Regions from separate parts of the Sus scrofa genome. Here region 2 is linked to region 1. The links are chromatin contacts, called in public Hi-C maps. All regions are on one chromosome and are shown on one strand. Each heading gives the region's core, a stretch centred on a gene start, on an enhancer-like site or on the middle of the called end of the contact. The rest is flanking DNA. Distances are from core to core; before and after follow the strand shown. Region 1 holds the start of DBT (lipoamide acyltransferase component of branched-chain alpha-keto acid dehydrogenase complex, mitochondrial). Region 2 holds the start of SASS6 (spindle assembly abnormal protein 6 homolog).

Region 1 (5,567 bases), core at 1,765-4,264:
GCTATTTCTTGGGCCGCTCCTGCGGCATATGGAGGTTCCCAGGTTAGGGGTCGAATCGGAGCTGTAGCCACTGGCCTACGCCAGAGCCACAGCAACACGGGATCTGAGCCGTGTCTGCAACCTACACCACAGCTCACAGCAACGCCGGACCCTTAACCCACTGAGCAAGGGCAGGGACCGAACCCGCAACCTCATGGTTCCTAGTCGGATTCGTTAACCACTGCGCCACGACGGGAACTCCAACACTGGATTTTTAACCCACTGAGTGAGGCTAGGGATCGAACCTGTGTCCTCATGGATACTGGTCGAGCTCGTTACTGCTTAGACACAACAGGAACTCCTGGATCGAGATCTTAATTCTCTGCTCTGGAATTAAACCTGGGCAGCCTGAATGAGGACCAGGAATCCTATCTGCTAGACCAGCTAGAAGCTAAAATCAGAATTTCCCTGATTTGCCCACATTGAAAGCAGGACTGTTTCAAGGAGGCAAACACTGTAAAAACAGGTACAAAGTTTATTTTTAGAAACACAGTACATCATGTGAGAGATCAAACAGAGAAGTAATTTAAGTCAGAAGCAAAGCAGTGATACACTCCTAAGAGTCCCCCTATACCTGAGAGGTGATTTAAATCACTTAAACAGGATAGTTCTGGGTCTTTGTTTTCCTTTGGCCAATTATCTTCTTTTATTTCTCACACCTGACCAGACCCAAGGCCCTCCCTGTATGCATGCACATCTTTTGGCTAAGACGAATTTCAGGACAAAGGGTTGTGAGAAGGTATCAACTTATTCGGGCCTGGTACCCCCTCCGTTTTTGACCCCTAGGAGTCTTGATGCCTATGTGTAATTAGGGATGTCTCCTTGATCCCAGGAGTGATTGATGTCATCTTTTACCCCAGCAGAGCTCAGCTCCTGCCATTAACTTTCTCCTTGAAGTGTCAAAGAGAAACAAGGCCCAATTTCCTCCACCTAGTAATTCCCATCTGTGTTCAGCTGAGGGGCCCATCTCCTCCTACCTCAAATATTTTATTTATTTATTTATTATTTTGATGAGAGTTGCAACGTTTATTTCACGTTCTCTCTCTCTTTTTTGCCACACAGGCAGTATATGGGAATTCCTGGGCCCGGGATCAAACCTGCTCCGCACAGCAGCAGCCAGAGCCACAGTGGTGAGAATGCAGGAGTCTCAACCTGTTAGGCCATCAGAGAACTCCCAATACTTGAATCATTGTTAGTGATGAATGATATTCCATTATATGAATCCACCACATTTTGTTTATTCATTCGTGTATTGAAGGACATTTGGGCTATTTCTAGTTTGGGGCTAATAGGAATAAGGCTGTTACAATCATTCTTGTGCTAGTTTGTGTGGACTTATGTTTTTATTTCTGTTGGGTACCCTAGGAATGGAATTGCCAGGTAATAACCATTTTATTCACTTTTTAAAAAGAAGACGTGGGTTATCTGGTTATTTGGAGCCCAGGTGAAAGGATTAACTAGTGAATAGATGACAAATCTCTTGATATTGGAAGGAAAGATAAGGCAACATAAAATGAAGTTGGGAAGCAGTAATCCACAGAGGTAAAAAAAAAAATGTGAAAGAAAAGAAAACAGATAGTTTCTTGGGAGAAGGTAAAGTTAGGTAAAGTAGAAAAACGTGGGGAATTCCCCGTTTTGGCTCCATGGGTTAAGAACCCTACATGGTGCGGGTTTGATCCCTGGCCTCACTCAGTGGGTTAAGGATCTGGAGTTACTGCAAATTTCGGTGCAGGTCCCACGTTGCTGTGGCTATGGTGTAGGCTGGCAGCTGCAGACCCATAGCCCAGGAACGTCCATATGCACAGGTATGGCCCTGAAAAGAAAAGGGAAAAAAAAAAAAAAAAGAGGAAGAAGGTGTTATAGGGACCTTGGGAAGAAAAATAATTCAGTTCAAAGGCATAGCTACTTTACCTCTTTATACAAACACAGGCATATAGTATATTTTTAGTACCTATAAAATATTTTGTTGGAAAGTTAAAAAAATCAAAGTAGCAGAAGAGAGAGAGAGAATACACTGAAAGGCAAATAAGGCAAAAGTCTGACTTTGAGTAATATTAGTGAATTTATGAAATACATGAAATTTTGTTTTACAGCCACTCATCTTCAGTGTTGAGGATTTATGATTTTTCCTTTGTTCTGGCCTTTTCCTCTGTAATTCTTTAGACATCTGTACAGATTTTCATTCCTATTTAAGAGGCTAGAATAGAAAAGTATCATCCTGGACATTTCTACCAATTAGTTTCCTAGTTGCTGTGAGGAGGATTGACAATTAAAGCGCTAATCTTTTCTTTATCGGTTTCACCGACATCTATTCGGCATTTCTCCATGAGGCAGGTAAATCCAGGTACTGTGTCTGTGATGTATATTGCCTGTGTTGGGTAGCAACATCGTGCAGCATTATCCCAGAAGGAGAGGTAACCTCGATGACGTTTATCTCAAACCTGGTAGTCTTGTTCATCTTCCATGAAAAAAAAATCTAAAAGCCAATTTCAGTAACCAAGAACTTTCAATGAAGTGAGAAATGCCAGGCATTAGGAAGTATTCCAGCATAGACTTGACTCCACCATGGGTACAGACCCTTGCTACAGAGTACAGTACCGTCTCCTGTAACCAAGGTGGTTATATTAACAAGCTGAAGGAATGTTTCTGTTTTGTTTTGTTTTTTTTCCTTCCTACTTATCCTGCAGATCTTACTTCAACCTAAATTTCTCCAGGTGAATACCCTTCATGTTTCTTTAACATACTCTATTTCCTCCGTTACTTGGACCGAAAAGACGATCGTGAGGGCACATTACTTACACAGCAGTGCTTTACTCAGAAGCGTCACGGAAATTAAATTTGCACTGCCCTCCTCCCCACTTGGCTCCCCTCCCCCAGGCTCTTTCCCTCTCCGCAGGGCGCCCCGCCCCCTCTGGGGTTATTCTCAGCCCCGCCCCGCTCCCTGGTTGGCTCTTGGGTGGGAGGCTCGTTCCTTCGCTCTCCACCCGAGGCTTGGGGGAGGCGCGTTTTCCGGCTCCGGATAGGTCCCCGCCGGGGCAGCTCGTCCAACCCCGGAGCAGTTGTCATTTCCGGAGTAAGATGGCTGCAGCGCGTGTGCTGAGGACCTGGAGCCGCAATGCTGGGCGGCTGGTAAGCAGGTTGGGCAGATCTGAGGTCGGGAAGATGTGGTTGTCCGGCGTCACCTGGGGGAGGTGTGTTAACTTTGTCCTCCGAGTGCCTCGCGTGCAGGTCTCGCGTGATGGAAAGGTGGAGGGATGTGTGCACAACGAAGGGCAGCGAAGGTGGCGAGCCAACCTGGCTGGAGACCCAGTTTCTCTCCTTACCTGCGTGCGCTTCTGAGGTAACCCGGTCTTCCTCCCGCTCCATCTGAACCCCAAAGCCCAGCTCGACTTTGGCCCAGTAGCCATTCACTGAGCACCCTCTGGGTACCGGGCACTGGAGGTACGGAGATATACTATATTCATTCAGCATTTATTGAGCATCTCTTTGTCCCGGACGCTGGTAATTACGACTCCTGCCCTCGAGGAATTTACAGTCCAGAGGAGGAGACTGGGCAAGGAAACAACTCCTTAAGTCCTTGCTTGAGCAGCGGAGAGGTTCAAGCTTTGTTCTTTGGGCTTATACTTGCCTCCTACATCTGCACCGGTATCTTTCCAAACTTTTGTATCACCAGAGTTACCATTCATCACTATTTCCCCTTCTTGTCTCCCCTTTGACACAGTTCCCTTTGCTGAGATGAAACTGTTAACATCCCTGTAAGCATAGTGTTTCGTCCTATTTGCATAGCGTTTATCGTCCTGAGTCCACTCTTTTGGATTTTTCTACAGTGTTCGACCCCTGACGTTACAAAACCTTTCAAGAGCCTGCTATGTAGCAGGTACAGTGCTAGGAATTGGGGATGCAAATGTGAATAAGACTAGACTGAACTCTACCCTCTCAGTTTAATTACAGCCGTGCTGTCTGGCACAGGGCAGAGAGAGAAGGATATTAAACAAGCAATTACAGCACAGCACGAAAAGATGAGGCAAATGCCCAGAAAATACTGTGAGATTTGAAATTTGTGAAAACTAAGTAGGAGGTAACCAGAAGAAAGCCTGCCTTCTTTTGAAAGCTCTTCATCCTTGTTTTCTCTGACACCAACTTCCCGATATTACTCTTCCCACATCTTTGAACACTTGATCCCAACCTCCTCCTTTTTCCCTGCCTAACTGGTAAATATTGGTGTTTCTAAAGGTTCTGACTTGGCAGTCTGTATTTCATGCACGTCCTGGGTTACCTCATCCAGTTCTTTGATTTAAGTTGCCATTTATATGCTGATGATTCCTGAAGTTCCCATCTCTGAGCCAGCTCTACTCCAGACCTATCATATGTCTTACTCTCCTGGAAATCTTCAAATTGAATGTGTATTAGGTGTTTGTCAGCTATTAAGTAATAAACCCAATCAATATGTACATGTGTATACAAATAAGTACCTGTGTTAAGTACCTGTGTATACAAAACACCTGACAGGTGGCACCTGGCACTGATTAAATGGTTCATCCTTATCAGGGTTCTTATTTCATCAGTTCATTTGGCCTTTCTCTCAGGATCACGGGACGGCTGCTATAACTATGTGTTCAAAGAAAGAAAGAAAGTGTTGAAACACTGAGACTCACTGGCTAGAACTGTGTTACAGGGGAGCTTGGAAGGGCTAGTCTTGAGCCATCTCACAGTGTTTGCTCTAAGGCCTCCAAGCCGCATTAGACCCTAGGCTCTGTAACTAAACCCTCAAACCTGGTTCTCTTGATTCTAGCCTGGAAGTCTCTCAAAAATCTAGTCCCTGGAGTTCCCGTCGTGGCGCAGTGGTTAACGAATCCGACTAGGAACCATGAGGTTGCGGGTTCGGTCCCTGCCCTTGCTCAGTGGGTTAATGATCCGGCGTTGCCGTGAGCTGTGGTGTAGGTTGCAGACGCGGCTCGGATCCCACGTTGCTGTGGCTGTGGTGTAGGCCGGTGGCTACAGCTCCAATTCGACCCCTAGCCTGGGAACCTCCATATGCCGCGGGAGCGGCCCAAAAAGACAAAAAAAAAAAAAAAAATCTAGTCCCTGTCTCCAATTACAGATAATCCCTAGATCTTCCTAAACTGGGCTTCTACCTCTTATCTTGTGCCTTGCCAACTCATTCTCCATAGTGTTGCCAGAGTGATCTTATGGTGTAAGACATGCATTTGAGAATGTCATTACCTTGCTTAAAACTGATTTCAGCAAAATCCTTAGAATTCAGATGACTGTGAAGCAATTTATGAGCAATTTCCAATCTCTCAGGCCTCATTCCTTGCTAAAACTCACCCGCTCAACCCTGACACTGATGCTTTACTATCAGCCCACACTAATAACTACACCAGAAGTATATTGAACAATTTCAGTTACTTGAACACAGACTGTTCTCTCCCTCTCTGAACTCCAAACCTCTGCACATGCATTTCCTCTGGTTTAAAGACTTGCCTTAATCCTCTAACAGTCTTATCTGCAACACATCTCACCTATGG
Region 2 (5,567 bases), core at 1,848-4,347, 100 kb after region 1:
CATGTGGAATCTAAAAAATACAGCTAGTGAATATAACAAAAAACAAACAGATTCACAGATAAAGAGAACATATTAGTGGTTACCAGTGGGGGTGGGGAGGACAATGTAGGGGTAGAGGATTAAAAGGTACAAACTATTACGTATAAAATGAACTACAGAAGCTCCTGCTGAGGTGCAATGGATTAAGAATCCAACTGCAGTGGCTCAGCTTGCTGCTGAGTTATGGGCTGAATCCCTAGCCCAGCACAATGGGTTAAAGGATCTGGTGAGGCTGCCATACTCTACCAGGTTTTCAACGTTATTTTTTTACTTTTTAGGGCCGCACCCACGGCACATGGAGGTTCCCAGGCTAGGGGTTGAACTGGAGCTATAGCTGCTGGCTTATGCCACAGCCAAAGCAACGCCAGATCCGAGCTGCGTCTGAGACCTATACCACAGCTCATGGCAACGCAAGATCCTTAGCCCACTGAGCAAGGCCAGGGATAGAACCTGCAACCTCATTGTTCCCAGTCTGATTCATTTCCACTGCACCATGACGGGAACTCCTCAATCTTTTAGTATAGAAGAGTTACATCCTGTTCCTTTCTAAGTTACATGAATTTAACTATACACACTTGGGAAAAAAATAAAGGAATTAATAATGTTGGCAATTCTACCCATCATTGATATGAATCTTTATATAACAGGATAGTGTAACAGTTAAAACCAAAGGTCAGCCATACTGTCTAGGTATGATTCTCAATTCTATCAGTCCTAACTCTATGATCTAAGGTAGTCTTACTGCTTCATCTGAAAGATGAGAATATATCATACCTCCTAAGGTTTGTAAAAATTAAGTGAGCTATTATTAAAAAAAAAGAGCTAAGCACAGTGCTATTCATACAGTAAATGCTAAGTGTTCACTATCAGTATTAACAATTTCTTCTTCAGTTTATTTCAGTTCTGATCTGCCTCCCAGAATATCCATGAAACTATGTACATCAATTTTCATGAACAAGAGAGAATTTTCAGTATCTTTTTGAAAATACAGTACATTGTTCTTTGTTGTTGTTGTGCCCATGGCACGTGGAAGTTCTCAGGTCAGGGATCGAACCTGCGCCACAGCAGTGACCCAAGACACAGCAGTGACAATGTCAGATCCTTAACCCACTGATCCATGAGGAAACTTCCAACACTATTGCTTATTTGCTAACTTTTAAAGTCTAATCTCCTTGAAGAAGAAGACTATGCTAACCTTCGAAAGCCTAATGATAGAGTAGGAGGAAAAAAGCACTTCTAAATTTTATTATTTGGGTTTAGAAACAGAAAGTTTCTCAGTCTTGGCATTACTGATATTCTGGGCTGGATGGTTCTTTCTTGTGGGGGCCTTCCTACCCATTGTAGGATGTTAAGTTAGCTTCTCCAGCCTCTATCCACTAGACGCAAGAAACACTCTTCAGCTGTGGCAACCGAAATGTCTTCAAACATTGCCAAGTGTCTCCTGGGGGGACTAAACCACCACCATTTAAGAACCACTGGGTGAAATGAGTACAAGTGGTCTCAGCTATAGATGACACTTAAGAAAAAAAGATGGAAACATACCACTCAGTTACATAATAAATTACAGATTCAGTAGGATGCCCCAAATTGAAAACCAAATCATAATCATGGAACGTGTCTCCACTTGGTATTTTGCAACCTTTCTTTAAGGGATTAATAACATGATGTTATTCCTTTCTAGGAATACAAATCACTCTGTAAGGACCTATTTCTATTCTACTACTCTCAGCATCTGCAGTCACCTTCTGGACGTCTGGTCACGGTGAAGTGTAAGGTCTTAGAGTGAGGACAAAGGCCTCCTCCAATCATAAAGCTCATTTTTCGATCAGGGGATGTTTGCTGGTCCCCTCAAAACCAGCCAAGGCAACAGTGAGTGTACTTCAAAGAGTCCTTGTAAGTCACAAGTCACTTACATTCCAAAACAAGAATCTGCTTGTTTTAGTACACTTCACTCTACGCAAATGTCAGTCAAATCAACACATGAAGTACAGCTTTGGCTATGAGGGACAGTAGCAGATGGCAGGGCTGGAGGGGGTGTGTGTGCGCGCGCGCACGCGCATCTGTATTAGACATTGCCTAGCAGGAGAAACCATCGGACTCACAAAGAAAAGAAATGTAAATAACACCGGACATTCAGAAGACATGAAATCAGATGCTTGTCTATTTGGTTTAATTGTTCTAAAAGCTATCAAACATGCTCTTTCTATAAGCATTCTGCTCTTGCTGTTTTTAAAATTTTCTATCATATATCTCCTAAAGAAAAACACATACATAAAGATATATAGTTCGACATCACAATCATACGTTTAATGGAACAAAATCATACAGTTTCTGTTCTCAGTGTTGAGTCAATTCTTACATGTTTTTAAATCTTTCCTTCCCCTTTGCAGCAAAGTAGTTATTAGTTGCTTTCAAAAGACTGTACATCTAATTCACAAGAAGTGACTCACAATAATTCACAAGAAGTGATTATCGTTCACAAAACAATGAAAACACAATGAGTGAAACCTTGGGATCTGTCTTCTTTCTAAACCACCACTTCCCATCAGGAAGGCGGAGAGTGAGCGGAGCGCAAGAAGCGGTAGTCTGCGGTAAAACTACAATCTAGCGTTACCACGAGTTGGTATCAAGATAAACGGGTCACTGCTGGCGCTTTACTTAGTACAAGACAACACTGCACTTCACTACGGCTCATCATCGCTCCCTAGGGAGGCCAGGACTGCGTTTATCACGGGAAAAGCTGGAAACTCCAGGGGACAGAAGCAGAAATCTGTCAGAGAGGGAAAGTGCCGGACCAGGAAACTTATTTCCGACCCTCGAGAGGGTAAGGCGATACCAGACCTCCGCCGCTCCAGCGTGTTCACCACAGAACCTTTTCCCCGCTGCCACCACCATCCTGCAGAACCGCTTCTTCTTTTCCACATAGTAACCGCATCGCCCCTCTGCTGGAGAGTCAGTTCCATGCGGTGTCGGCGCAGAAGCCGCCATAATTCAGGGCTTACTTCAGGTAGCAAGCATCGATCCGGCGAAGAGAGGAAAAGTTGTTAGCGCCTCTCGGGTTCCCTTCCCTTAACAAATATGGCGGCCTCGGATCCCGCCACGCAGGAGGGTACCCGGAACGACCGCCCAGCCGTCACAAAACCGGAAGAAGCTGATGGTGGCCGGCGAGGCCCAAACCTCCTCCGTATCGTCTCTGCTTCACTTTCCCCGCCTCTTCCGCGGAAGCCGAGCGCCAAACTTAAACAGGCCCCGGAGGCCTTTCAGGCTAGTACCGCTGACCCGCCGGCCCGTTTGGGTTTTTCCGCACACCGGCCGGGGCAGGGGTTCAGCATGAGCCAGATTCTGTTCCAGCAACTCGTCCCGTTGCAGGTGAAATGTAAAGACTGCGAGGAGAGGTGAGGGCCGCGTTACTCTGTGCCCGCGGGTGGCGGTTAGGGGTCGGGCCAAGGGGGAAAGATGGCGGCTCCGGCCGGTGGGCCCCGGCCTGCGCTGGGTGTGCGGCCCATCTCCCCGGGCCGCGGAGACAGAGCTGGCTGGGACCTCGTGGTCGTTTCAAAGTCTGCCGTTGCTGGGGAGGGAAGAGTGAGGAATGGGTCGCCGACCCGCATCAGTTTTTGTGTGTGTTTTTTTTTAAGTCTTATCTCTGGATGTTGTCATGGAGATGATAGCCCATTTCTCTTTTTGACGGATAAGAAGTCTGGCTCAGAGAAATTAAGTAATTTGCGTGAGAGCTCACGAGTTCACGGCGGGCGGGCACTAGAATTCAGGCTTTGGCTCACGGCCCTTTTTCCCCCCTCTCTCCTTTGAACGCTACTGGAAGTAAATGCAAGGTTAGACTTAAAAAAAAAAAAAAAACTCTACAAATTTGTGGTGTATTGCCTCTCTTTCGTCATAGTTACTAAAAATAAATTACGTGTAATAAATTGAAAAACAATTGTTGAAAACCATATATTCATTTAGTCATTCAACAAACGTTGAACACTCTTCCTGGGCACCGGGGATACAGTGATCAGGAGAGTTCTTGTGTTGGTGGAGTTTACAGTCTGGTGAGGGTGGAAATAAAGGCCAGTATCACAGATAAATGTAAAAGTTACAACTTTGGTTAAAGAGGTGGTGCTGTTGAGGCCGAAGTAGGGAGATTTGGCAGGAGATTTCAATTTTGTCTCAAGTGCACCACTCAGTGTCAGCTGGCTCCTCTCTGAACCTTGATTTTCCTCATTAGTAAAGCTGATAAAACATGGCTACCTACATGGTTGGTTGTTAATGAGGATCAGGTGTGAAAATATATGTGAAAACTAAGTGGTGTGGAAATGTGACATTAAAAGAAATGAAGACATTGATTTGTTGAGCTGCCAGTGATGTGAAATTAGTATGTAGTTCAGAATTAGGTCCAGAATCAATTGGCAAGCCAGGGAGGAGATGGTACCAAAACCAGCAGCTGTAAATGGAGATTTGTAGACTAGTTGGTTATTCTTTTGTGCTGCCCAATATGGGAGCCACTATGTTTATTGGACATTTGAAATGGAGCTAATCGGAACCGATGTGGCATGAGTAAAATGCACGTTGGACTTTGAAAACTTACTATGAGAAAAAAGGTATGTAAAATGTTTCCATTTTTATATTGATGGAATTTATAAATCATTATCTTAACATGTATTTTGCATTTTGCATATATAGGCAATATTTTGGATATATAGGGTTAAATATTAAAATTAATTTATCCGTTTTAATTTTTTAAATGTGGCTTCTAAAAAGTTAAAGATTACATAGGTGGCTTCATTGTATCTCTGTTGGACAGCCCTGTTCTGGAATGATTATAGAGAGATAAAATGTTGGGGGGGCATAATTTCTGATTCCAATATTGAAACTCCTAGCACTTCTTCATCTCATTACATTGTCATCACAGTTACCTCCTTAAAACACTATTTCAGCCTTTTCATTTCTCTTGCTTAGAAAGGTTTCATGTATTCCTTTCTCCTGCAGCAGGGGTCAGCACACTATTAGAGCCCATGGACCAAATGGCCCACTGCCTTTTTTTGTAAAGCTTTATTTTATATTTTTACAGTAGCATCTGTAGCATAAGGAAGTTCCCCAGCCAGGGGTTGAATTGGAGCTGCAGCTGAGGCCTACACCACAGCCACAGCAATGCCAGGTCTTTAACCCATTGGGTGAGGCCAGGAATCGAACCCACATCCTCATAGAGGCAATGTCAGGTCCTTAATCCACTGCACCGCAACGGGAAACCTGATAAAGCTCTGTTAAATGCAGCTGTTCTCATCTGTTCAAGAATTACCTATTGCTGCTTCTGTGCTGTAAGGGCAGAAATGAATAAATGTAACAGAGACCTTATGGCCTGCAAAGCCTAAAATATTTACCATGTGGCCCTTGACTTACAGGAAAAACAATCCAGGCTCTTTAAACAATCCAGTTCAACACTTGTTTGTGAATGCCTACTGTGTATTAGGCGCTGTCCTAGGTGCTGAGGATATAAAGCTCCCTTCCTCCAACAACAGCAGCAAAAAAAGTTT

What was found. A called contact is a pair of places that touch in the nucleus more often than the background predicts.
Region 2: a Hi-C map of skeletal muscle shows a contact between it and region 1, with 4 times the contacts expected there. The contact joins the promoter of SASS6 here to the promoter of DBT in region 1. A contact is called at or near these places in 1 of 5 promoter capture datasets (liver), 11 of 47 Hi-C or Micro-C datasets (differentiating spermatogonia, embryonic fibroblasts, fetal heart ventricle and 6 more) and 2 of 2 datasets of contacts at active chromatin or transcription factors (alveolar macrophages and skeletal muscle).

What each region holds. Positions count from the first base shown.
Region 1 is chr4:117,881,643-117,887,209 of Sscrofa11.1, forward strand. DBT (lipoamide acyltransferase component of branched-chain alpha-keto acid dehydrogenase complex, mitochondrial) reads left to right here and starts at 3,015. Exons shown (of 11, transcript XM_003481505.4): 1 at 3,015-3,168. The coding sequence starts at 3,118.
Region 2 is chr4:117,982,502-117,988,068 of Sscrofa11.1, forward strand. SASS6 (spindle assembly abnormal protein 6 homolog) reads left to right here and starts at 3,098. Exons shown (of 17, transcript XM_021090148.1): 1 at 3,098-3,434. The coding sequence starts at 3,118. TRMT13 (tRNA:m(4)X modification enzyme TRM13 homolog) reads right to left here and starts at 3,132. Exons shown (of 10, transcript XR_002343574.1): 1 at 2,881-3,132.